2 separate regions of the Zea mays genome follow, and region 1 is linked to region 2. A link is a contact called in public Hi-C data. All regions are on one chromosome and are shown on one strand. Each heading gives the region's core, a stretch centred on a gene start, on an enhancer-like site or on the middle of the called end of the contact. The rest is flanking DNA. Distances are from core to core; before and after follow the strand shown.

What was found. A called contact is a pair of places that touch in the nucleus more often than the background predicts.
Region 1: a contact with region 2 is called in a Hi-C map of leaf, with 4 times the contacts expected there. The contact joins the promoter of LOC100281909 here to the promoter of LOC100304161 in region 2. A contact is called at or near these places in 2 of 25 Hi-C or Micro-C datasets (ear and leaf).

Annotation. Positions count from the first base shown.
Region 1 is chr5:196,955,026-196,959,700 of Zm-B73-REFERENCE-NAM-5.0, reverse strand. LOC100281909 (cortical cell-delineating protein) reads right to left here and starts at 1,981. Exons shown (of 1, transcript NM_001154828.2): 1 at 1,184-1,981. The coding sequence starts at 1,886. The coding sequence ends at 1,500.
Region 2 is chr5:196,772,960-196,777,635 of Zm-B73-REFERENCE-NAM-5.0, reverse strand. It overlaps LOC100304161 (transcription factor TFIIIB component B'' homolog), which reads right to left and starts at 1,355. Exons shown (of 11, transcript NM_001350089.1): 1 at 1-1,355. It overlaps LOC100191760 (vesicle-associated protein 1-3), which reads right to left and starts at 2,820. Exons shown (of 6, transcript NM_001385239.2): 1 at 2,468-2,820; 2 at 2,298-2,368; 3 at 2,107-2,188; 4 at 1,908-2,023. The coding sequence starts at 2,516.

The DNA.
Region 1 (4,675 bases), core at 732-3,231, 180 kb before region 2:
TAGTTGCGTTAGAGAAACCGGAGCCTATAACAGTTCTATTAAACATGCTCTTAAATTGTCCGTTCATCAGATTACTGGCAGTATGGAGTGTCAATCGCCAGATGCACAGATACTTACACTGCATGGCGCCACACCATACAATAATAATCGAGCCTTTCGACCCGCAAATATACTTGTGGGCAATGACGCAATGTCCCATTTATCTATATAAAATTGGTCAAACTTGAAGACGTTTGATGGCTCAATAAGCCTAAAGGGGTGTTTGGTTACTGGGACTAATGTTTAACCCGTGTCCTATCGGATGTTTGAATGTCTATTACGATTATTAAATATAGTCTAATTATAAAACTAATTACACAACTATAGAGTCTGAATGACGGAGCAAAATTTTAAGTCTAATTAATCCACGATTAACAAATATTTATTATAGCATCATATGATCGAATCATGAACTAATTAGACTTAAAAGACTCATCTTACCATTTTATCCTTATCTAGTTTTATAATTAAACTGTATTTAATATCTCTAATTAGTATTAAACATTCGAGGTGACGAGACTAAAATTTAGCTCCCGACAACCAAACACCAACTAGAACACCTTATATTTAGAAGAAACATGGGAGGTACTAGATTGTTGCAGCATATCTAATTTCAAGTAATCACCGTCTAACAAGCTAGCTAGCTCCTATGACTATATATGTTGTCTGCTCAAAATTATCTTTATCATTGTAAGCTATTTTATCTTGATAGGGACTAAGAATAATATGACACCCACGACGGGTGAGATATTTTTATGTTTTATGACAATGACGCATCTAATAAGAATATATTGCTGAAAATGTAGCCTCCGTCAAATTGCAAAAGGTTACTGCCTGCGATGATGGATAACAGAAAATGTTTTTTAGTCAAATGACATTATCACAACACGAATATCAGATGGCGAAACTCCCAATAATATTTGTTCATAGTACACAACCATTTGTAGAACAGAGATTTTATCAATCCTTGATTATAGAGGACATATTAACAGCCTGTATGGAATAATGCAGAAGAAAAATCCGATTCTTGCACTTGTTCTACGAAACTAAAATGATTCATCCGAAATTCCCGCATGATTCTTGTTGAATTCTTTAAGCCCAAAGTATTAATTAAAGTAAATAAAAGCAGGGTCACACAGTTTCCTTGGAATCAAAGGAGTACAAGTGTACAACGGTGGATAGGAAACATAGACAAATAGCACTGCATGCAGTACCTAGCGCTAGCCTACGCCTACCTAGACCTTGAAGAAGATAATATAGGCACGCAACGCAACACGCTTCACTCAAAAAAGAAAATGATTTGACTCACACTAGCTTCATTGTCTAGAGTACTTCTACATTCAGAACCAAGCTAACATGACAAAGCAAAGACAAAAGAAAAAGGTAGAAGGAGACAGCCAATGCATGGGCTGCATGCATGCGAAGTACGTCACACGCGCAGCTATCTATCAGAGTATCTATCAGGCGCATATGAAGCCACTTGGGAGGTTCTTGCCACAGTAGTTGATAATGAGGCTGAGCTTGACAGGGATGTCGACGGTGATGCCGAGCACGTTGGCCTTGATGGCGGTGCAGAGGCAGACGGCGGCCTCCAAGTCGGCGAGGCCGCCGAGGATGCTGCAGCACGGCTCGGCGGGCGGGTGGCCGACCTCGGCGCTGACGAGGCCCAGCACGTTGGCGCACGCAGCGAACTTAAGCGCGTGCTTGGGGCACTTGCCACCGGTTGAAGGCGACGGCGGCGTCGGGGTTGGCGGCGTTGGCGTCGGGCAGCCGCCGCCGCAGGCGTTGGCCACCGTGAAGAGGACCAGGTTGAGGGCCACGAGGAAGAAGGCCTTGGACGATGCCATGGAGGCTGAAAAAAACCCAACAGCACTGCGCAGAGCAGAGGGATGCTTGCGGACTGGACTGGTGGGCTAGGGATAGGAGGAGCGCTGGTGCAACTGGAGTGGAATAAGCTCAGGGGGAGAAGGGCATTTATAGGGAAGAATTGAACCAAAGGTCAGGAAAAATCCTATTTACTGTACTTCACTGTAACTCCTCCTACACCACTTCCTGAACTTATATAGAACAATATATATATACCCTAAAGTAAAGTACAACACTACAGCGACGTGTGTCCTGTGTTTATTTTCGTAAATGTAATCTTGTTTTCAAGAATCAAGAATTACGTTCTTTACTGAATTGTTGCTGCCTGCTTTTTATCTTGAATTTGAGTATCATATTAAATTTTATGCAATTGCTACTTTAACTTATAAAATGTTAATATGGTAATGAAAAGAGATGAACAATTTACTTGTATATACTTCAACGCTACAAACTGATAAATTGTACAACAACAGTAGCAGCCTGACAGTCTTGGACCTCTTGGTAACCAATCCAACATGCAATACTTGCAAGCGAAGGGGCACCCATGCATGTGGTGTGGATGTGGCAGTCACAAGGCTCCAATAGGGCATGGCGGCTTCCGCAGCTCGTGGGCCGCCCCGGCTGTGCCGCCAAAGTGGCAATGGGCCACATCTCCCCAATCCCCCCATGCCAGTCTGCCTGCCCCGCTGTGCCGGCCCCGAGTGATTCACTGCTCTTGAGTCATGATACCGAAAAAAATTTGGTGCAGCCGGCTGCAAACCAGGATACTTACAGCCTCTCACATAAAAAAAATTGAGCCTATCTACAGCAGCAATAACATAACTAAAACGTTATCTATTGGACCTGCAGGTAGGGTCAATCCTCCTTTTTTATGAGGGGCTGCAAATATTCTGATTTGCAGCCGACTGCACCAATTTTTTTTCATTTGACACGGGGTGTGTGGTCATGTGGCTGAGGAGAGAAACAAATGCAAGCGACGACTACCAACCATGCAAGCTGTCCTCATCAACAATAGCTTTTTGACTCTTATCGCGTCGATTTATTTTCGAAATAGGTAGTACTATTACGAGAGCAACGACATCGATACTCACAGATATCGGTGCTGGATGCACATCAGGCGTGAAAACCATGGCATGTCTGTGCCGGATTTCGGTTGTCGGCTCTATTGAATATATGGTCAAGAGATAAATATAATTCATGAGAAGGTTAATGGTTAGTGTAACGGTTTATTAGCAAGAGTCTATATATACATGAAGGGACCGGCGTGCTTAAGAGAACATCTTAGTTGTTGTCATTGTTGAGAACTACGTTACCACGGATCGCCAGATCCGCTCCCTTCCCTTCCGTCAGCAAATTAGGCGCGAGAAGCTGTAGAAGACCCGTCTCCCTTCCCATAAGCACGACAGAGGAAACACACGAGACACTGGATATAGGGTTGGGCCTCTGGCCTCTTTCTGATCTCTATTCCATATGAGGGGTACAGGTTCTATAGATAGAGACGTGATAGCCCTCAGGGCTATATTCGGTATTTGCCCACATAACCCTTCATTAGGGTTTCTCAACACTCCCCCTTGGGCGAATACCGCGACCAACACATGCCTCGTTAAAACTCCAAAAAACCCAGTGGGAAAATATGGAGAAAGAGTGCATGGTGATACAAATTGCATTTGCACTTTGTTGCCTCGTTAAAAACCTCATGTGAGAAACTTCAAGAAAACTCACCAAGGGAAAAAGAGTACAACAGCTGTCATCGGGACAAATTTCGATCCTCTGGGATCTAGATTCTACTGAATCTTCTACAAAGGCTAACTTTAGAAATGTGCTCCCCCTGATCCTTGCAAAACTGTATCAATATGGCAAAATATTTTCTTCTGGAAGTATATGCACATATAGATTTAGCAAACAGATTGCATATCCTTGCAAAGATTATTTCAGGAACTTCACCTCAACTCACTTCTAGGATACACGAGGTAAGTGCACGTATCAACATAAATAAGCCACTTCGACTAGTGGTGTTCGATCGACTAGATCTACATATTTGATAGAAACTTCCATAAAGGTTCACATATTGATCATCAAGCTGACGCCTTCAGGGCATAGAATATGACATTTATTGTCACACGATTGTGATCAATATAAGCATTCGCTCCCCCTGACGATGACATATGTTAAAGTCGTTATCCCTCATAACTTAACCATATTCTTCAAGATATATATCTCATTGTTCATCTGGAATAACGAGAATGGACGAGGTTGGGATGCTATCATTTTCTATCTTACACCACAATTTATACATAGTAGTGCAAAGCAAGTAACATGTCCTTATATAGGACTTAGGGGATAATATAGTTGCAATAGTACATATTCTAAATATGACACATCGCTCCAGGCGTTCATCCATTGCAACATCTATGATGGTGTAACAAAAGTCCATCAAAAATTGTAATCCATCAGGGATTTTTCATCGATCAGATACATCGTTATAGTCTGTCATTCTGGCACAATGGGGATATTTTTGCCAGTAACACCTAAACCTTATAGGTTTCTGCCATCGGGGCTTTAGAGGATACCGTAATTCCACATCAAGTGGAAAATACCATGAGTAAAACTCGTGGAATGCACATGTGCTTATTCGGTGAACTTCAAGTCCTTTGGTACCTCATCTTATTCCTTTTCGGGTCTGTATGGGTCTTTATCCCTTTATCGGGATTAACAAATTTTGGTGTTCAACTCAGACTTTATTTCTTCTAGAAAGGTTCCATCAGGGAAC
Region 2 (4,676 bases), core at 106-2,605:
CTGCCAAAGCAACTCGACGACGCTTACATTCAGACACCGACGCAAGGAATAAGACCGCGGCGCGCCATCGTTGCCAAGCCTCAACACACCCACACGAGGCAGCTCCGATTCTTCACCACGAGCAAAGATCCACAACGTCGAACTCCGGGAGCGAGCAGACGCCTAAAGCGACAAAGGCCCGGACACCATCGAGCCAAGCGGAGTGACGAAGAGCCTCCACAACACGGACACCATTGAGCCAAGCGGAGCGACGAAGAGCCTCCACAACACGAACGAACACACAAACTGCAGGTCTTCTGGGCCGCACCTTCAAGAAGGAGAAACGACGTCGAAAAGTCGTCGCCGCCCGCCTGGTACAAACCAAGCAAAGTTTCCTCTGAAGACCTAGCAGAGCAGTGTAGATCGCCAGCACCAAGAAGAAAGCTGAAAGGTCAGCCACGCCGATGTCACCCCGCCAAGCCATCGCGTGTTGTCACCTTCTGCCGTCCACCGACGCACCAACCCACCAGCCCCAACCCTCAGAGCCCCAACGCCGGTCGAGCACCAGCGAGAGACCTAAGAAGGCCAAGGCGAGGGTTCCCGCATGGGGCGAGAGGTCCAAAGACGGCACCCTCGATAGGGTAGGGGTGGCGCCCGCGGGCGTCACCGCTGTCCGCCTGCAAGCGAGCATGGCTTTCGTCGCAGGACCTCCCACCACACGCCGCAACGCACGGAGCCAGCCGGCCCTGCCCACACCACAGGCCGAAACGAGAGGCGGAGAGATAAATCTAGCCGGAGAGGCTCAAGATCCGGCCCCCAGCCCCACGACCATGACCCACCACCTGCAGAAGGCACCGCTGGCAGCCGCAGATCCACCAACGCCCCCGATCCAAGCACCACGCTACAAGCACAAGCGAGCCACGCCGCCGCCGCAGCGGGCCGGCCGCGTGCGTGGGCGCCAACGTCGCCGGCCAGCCACGGCCATGGCCACGCGAGCGCGGGCACTACCGCCACGGGCTAGCCGCACGAGCCACCATGGTTGCGGCCACAAGGCCACCTGCCCATGCCAGCAGGGAGGAGCGGCGGACGGCGACCAGCCCCTAGATCCGGCCAGTCAGCCCGCCGATCCGGCCTTCCCAGCGGCGGATCAGGTCGCCGGCCACCTCCAGGAAGAGGGAGGAGTGGAGTGGGTGGAAGAAGGGAGGGAAATGAGTGAGAGAGCAGTCCCGCCGCCGCCCTCCTCGCTGCTCGTCGAACTTCCGGCGAGCTGCTCCGGCGACGGCGGGGGTGAAGACCGGCGGCGGTGGGTGCGGTCGATGGGGAGCCGCCCGTGTCGCCCAGAGGAGGATGACGTCAGAGCAGGAAAGAAATTAGGCTACTACTGCGAATTTTTAGAGCACAGTATTTCCATGAACACCGAAGTTAAATCCGTCCTTTTAAGATAATATGCTATGCAGCAGGTGATCAGCACAAGATCCATATTTATGAATCTGAGGGAACACAAAGACAAATGATATTTAGGTGGAACTAGGGACACCTCATCATCTGATGTTTGTGATCTACATGTATTCCCTTGTCCTGTTGCCTGAAAAACAATTGAAGGCACCAATCATATTACACTAGGAACGAACATGGCATCATTTGCTCACATGCAGTAAGATTATTTAGTACGTACAGAGTTGGACGTGGATACTTCATGGTCCACATCTGAATCAAGAGATCCATCCTCTTCCTCTGTTTCCTCAGGCACTGGTGAGGGAGGATTGGCAGGGACATAGACCACCCTCAGCTTGAACTCCTCAACTAACTTACCTGGTGCTTTACTGAACTACAAGCCACAAACGTTAACGTTACACAATACTACTGTAAAAGTAAGCAATGCACAGTGCCATTTAGACTCCAGAAACCCGAGTTCTACCAGAATTTACCATGTCAGGGACAATGTCCTTCTGCGTCGTCCCCTCCTCCACAGCAATGCTCTGAACAAGAAACTTGTCCTTGCAGTGGTAGTCCGGGGGCATCTCCTTGGGCGCTTGCATCGTTACTACACCAATCTCATCAGAATATATAGCAATGAGAACGATTGATCAGACCATACGACAAAGAAACACGAAGCAGACGACGCACTTGTGATGCCACAGGATCCCCTGGGCGGCACGACACCGGAGGCAGAGCGCACCGAGTACTTCCTAGGGTTCGTCGTCTTGACCTGCAGATTCGGAGAGATACACGGGGAGACAAAAACCAGTCACTTTAGCCTGACTCCGATGCGCAAGGTTGCACCTTTCACTAGAACGAGATTCGTTCAAATTTGCCACCTTGAAAGCCACCCACCGGTCGGTCTTGTTGACGAGCTCAAGACACGCTGAGTTCTGCTTCCTGAGCTCGACTGCTCACGGCATCAAACACACAGACGGCAGCGAGGACCCGATCAGTCCGATATGCTGAAGAACGGTAGCTAGGATATCCATATAATATAAGCACTTACATGGCATCTTCAGGTCGGAAGGGTAGACTCGAAGCAGCGTGTTGCTCATGGCGGCGATCAAGGAACAAGGATCAGGAGGGGGGGAATTGAGCGCCCCGCTTTCTCCTATCCAAGAACCCGAAAACTGATGGAATATCCAAGGCGGGGCCACGGCGACGGTTGCTGCTCCCGGAAGCAAAAAAAAAAAAAAAAAGAAAAGAAAAAAAAAGAAAAAGAGTATCGGGGCACGAGAGAGACAAAGTGTGACGGCTTGACGAGTATGGTTGGCAGCGCGGAGGCGGAGCTGAGGCCTGAGGGGGGCTCGGCCTTTTGGTAGGGGGAGAAGAACTGAATCGGAGGATCAGATGGGCTCGGGCTCGAGAGGAGGGTGGAGTTTTGGTTGGCATAAAAAGGATGAAGGTTTGGGAGGCCGAGGAATGATTGGTTACGGCGGTGGCCGTCCGTGCCAATCAGGGTCTCCCTCCCTCCCACTGCAATCGTTTCGCCATTTCGCGCGTTGGTTGGCTGGAGTGGTTGGATTCGGGCGACCCCAGCGCGCAGCGCCCGTTGCCCGTTCGGATCGGCTGGGGATCGCGCCGCCCACCCACGCTGGCTTGGAAAGGGACGGACGTGTACCTTGCGGCCGTGACGTAAACTGCAAAAAGGTCTCTCTCTCTCTCTTTGTGAGCCTGGGGCCTGGGCTCCGCGAGCGCCGCAGTGAATTTTGACAGAACTTCGATGTCCACCTCATTTGAGAATCGGTCGTTTACCGGAAAGTCTACAGTTTCCGCAGATTGCCCCATTGGCCATCGCTGTCGGTACGATCGTTAGAATGGTGGTTCAGACGCAAGAATCTTGCTCCCCTTCTCAACTGCGTCCCACGATCTAACATGATCGAAGATATTACCAGATGCACTGTTGTTGGTTGGTGCTGCATTATTGGAGTTGGAGGTCAGGTCTCGCAAACAATGATTCTAGGTTTCGGGAGCGCGAGGCTGTCTAAAACTGTTTCGAGATTCGCATGGGTCAACAACACCTTCCTCGTTTCTCCTTCTCATTCCGTGGCTTTCACGAATCTTGATATATATGTGGTAAGGGCCGTAAGGCTACCTCCAGCAAGCTCCTGTAAAGCCTTCTGTCCGATATATCTAGCGGACGGCAGCGTCCCGTACCGCTCCAGCAGCAAGTGATAAACCAAACGCTAAAATATACCGAACGTTGTTTAGCTGCTATATTTGACGGATCCTTTATCGCTCGAAGCTGCAAGACAACAAGTCGGAGTGGTACGAGGCTGTAGGCTCTGAATAAATGGGACCCACGTGGAGGGGACGCTGAAATAGTGATTTTAATTGATTATTTAATATAGAGGATGAGATATAGAGGATATTGTTGGAGAAAGTGAAGATATAGAGAATAGAATATTTTAGAATGATCTATAAAAAAATAGAGAATATTTTTTTAAAAGATGAAATTTAAAGGAAGTTGTCGGAGACAGCCTATCAGCCGGAAGATAAGTACACGGTCGCCTACCTTAAGGAAAAAACTCGGCTGTGCGTAGGAGTCTTTTCCTTTACTCCAAGCTCTCTTGCTAGACATGGCGTTATATTCGCATGTCCTACTCTGATAGTGATATCCCATTTCAAGTATATGTAAAAAAATTGATTTAACCATGACTGGTCATGGATAGCACCAGACCTTGCATCGTTCATTGCACAGGTGAAGCAACATCTAGTACCTTGAACAGGGGCGCCAGTGGATTAGTATCGCGCGCAGCGCCAGTCTTGTCCTGAGCGTCTATATCGGCCTATTTGCTTCGGCTTTTTTCTGACCAGCTTTTCTGAAAATCTGGTTGGGTTAAGAATCTGGCTGTGAAAAAAATCTGAGTATCATTACGATTACGTATGGAGGAAGATAAAGTTATCCATGGGGCTCAGGATCTATAAAGTGACAGATTACTATTATTGCGTTAACCGATTATATTTTTATATTGATTTTGAATGGTTTTTACCTAAACGAATTTTATAGAAGCTGGCTGAAAAGTTGAGTGTTTGGCAATTCGCAACAACTTTTGGTGGCCAGAAGCTGCGAAAAGCCGAAACAAACAGGGGCTACGAAGACCCCATCTTATATATATATATATATATATATATATATATATATATATATATATATATATATATATATATATATATATATATATATATATATATATATATATATATATATATAT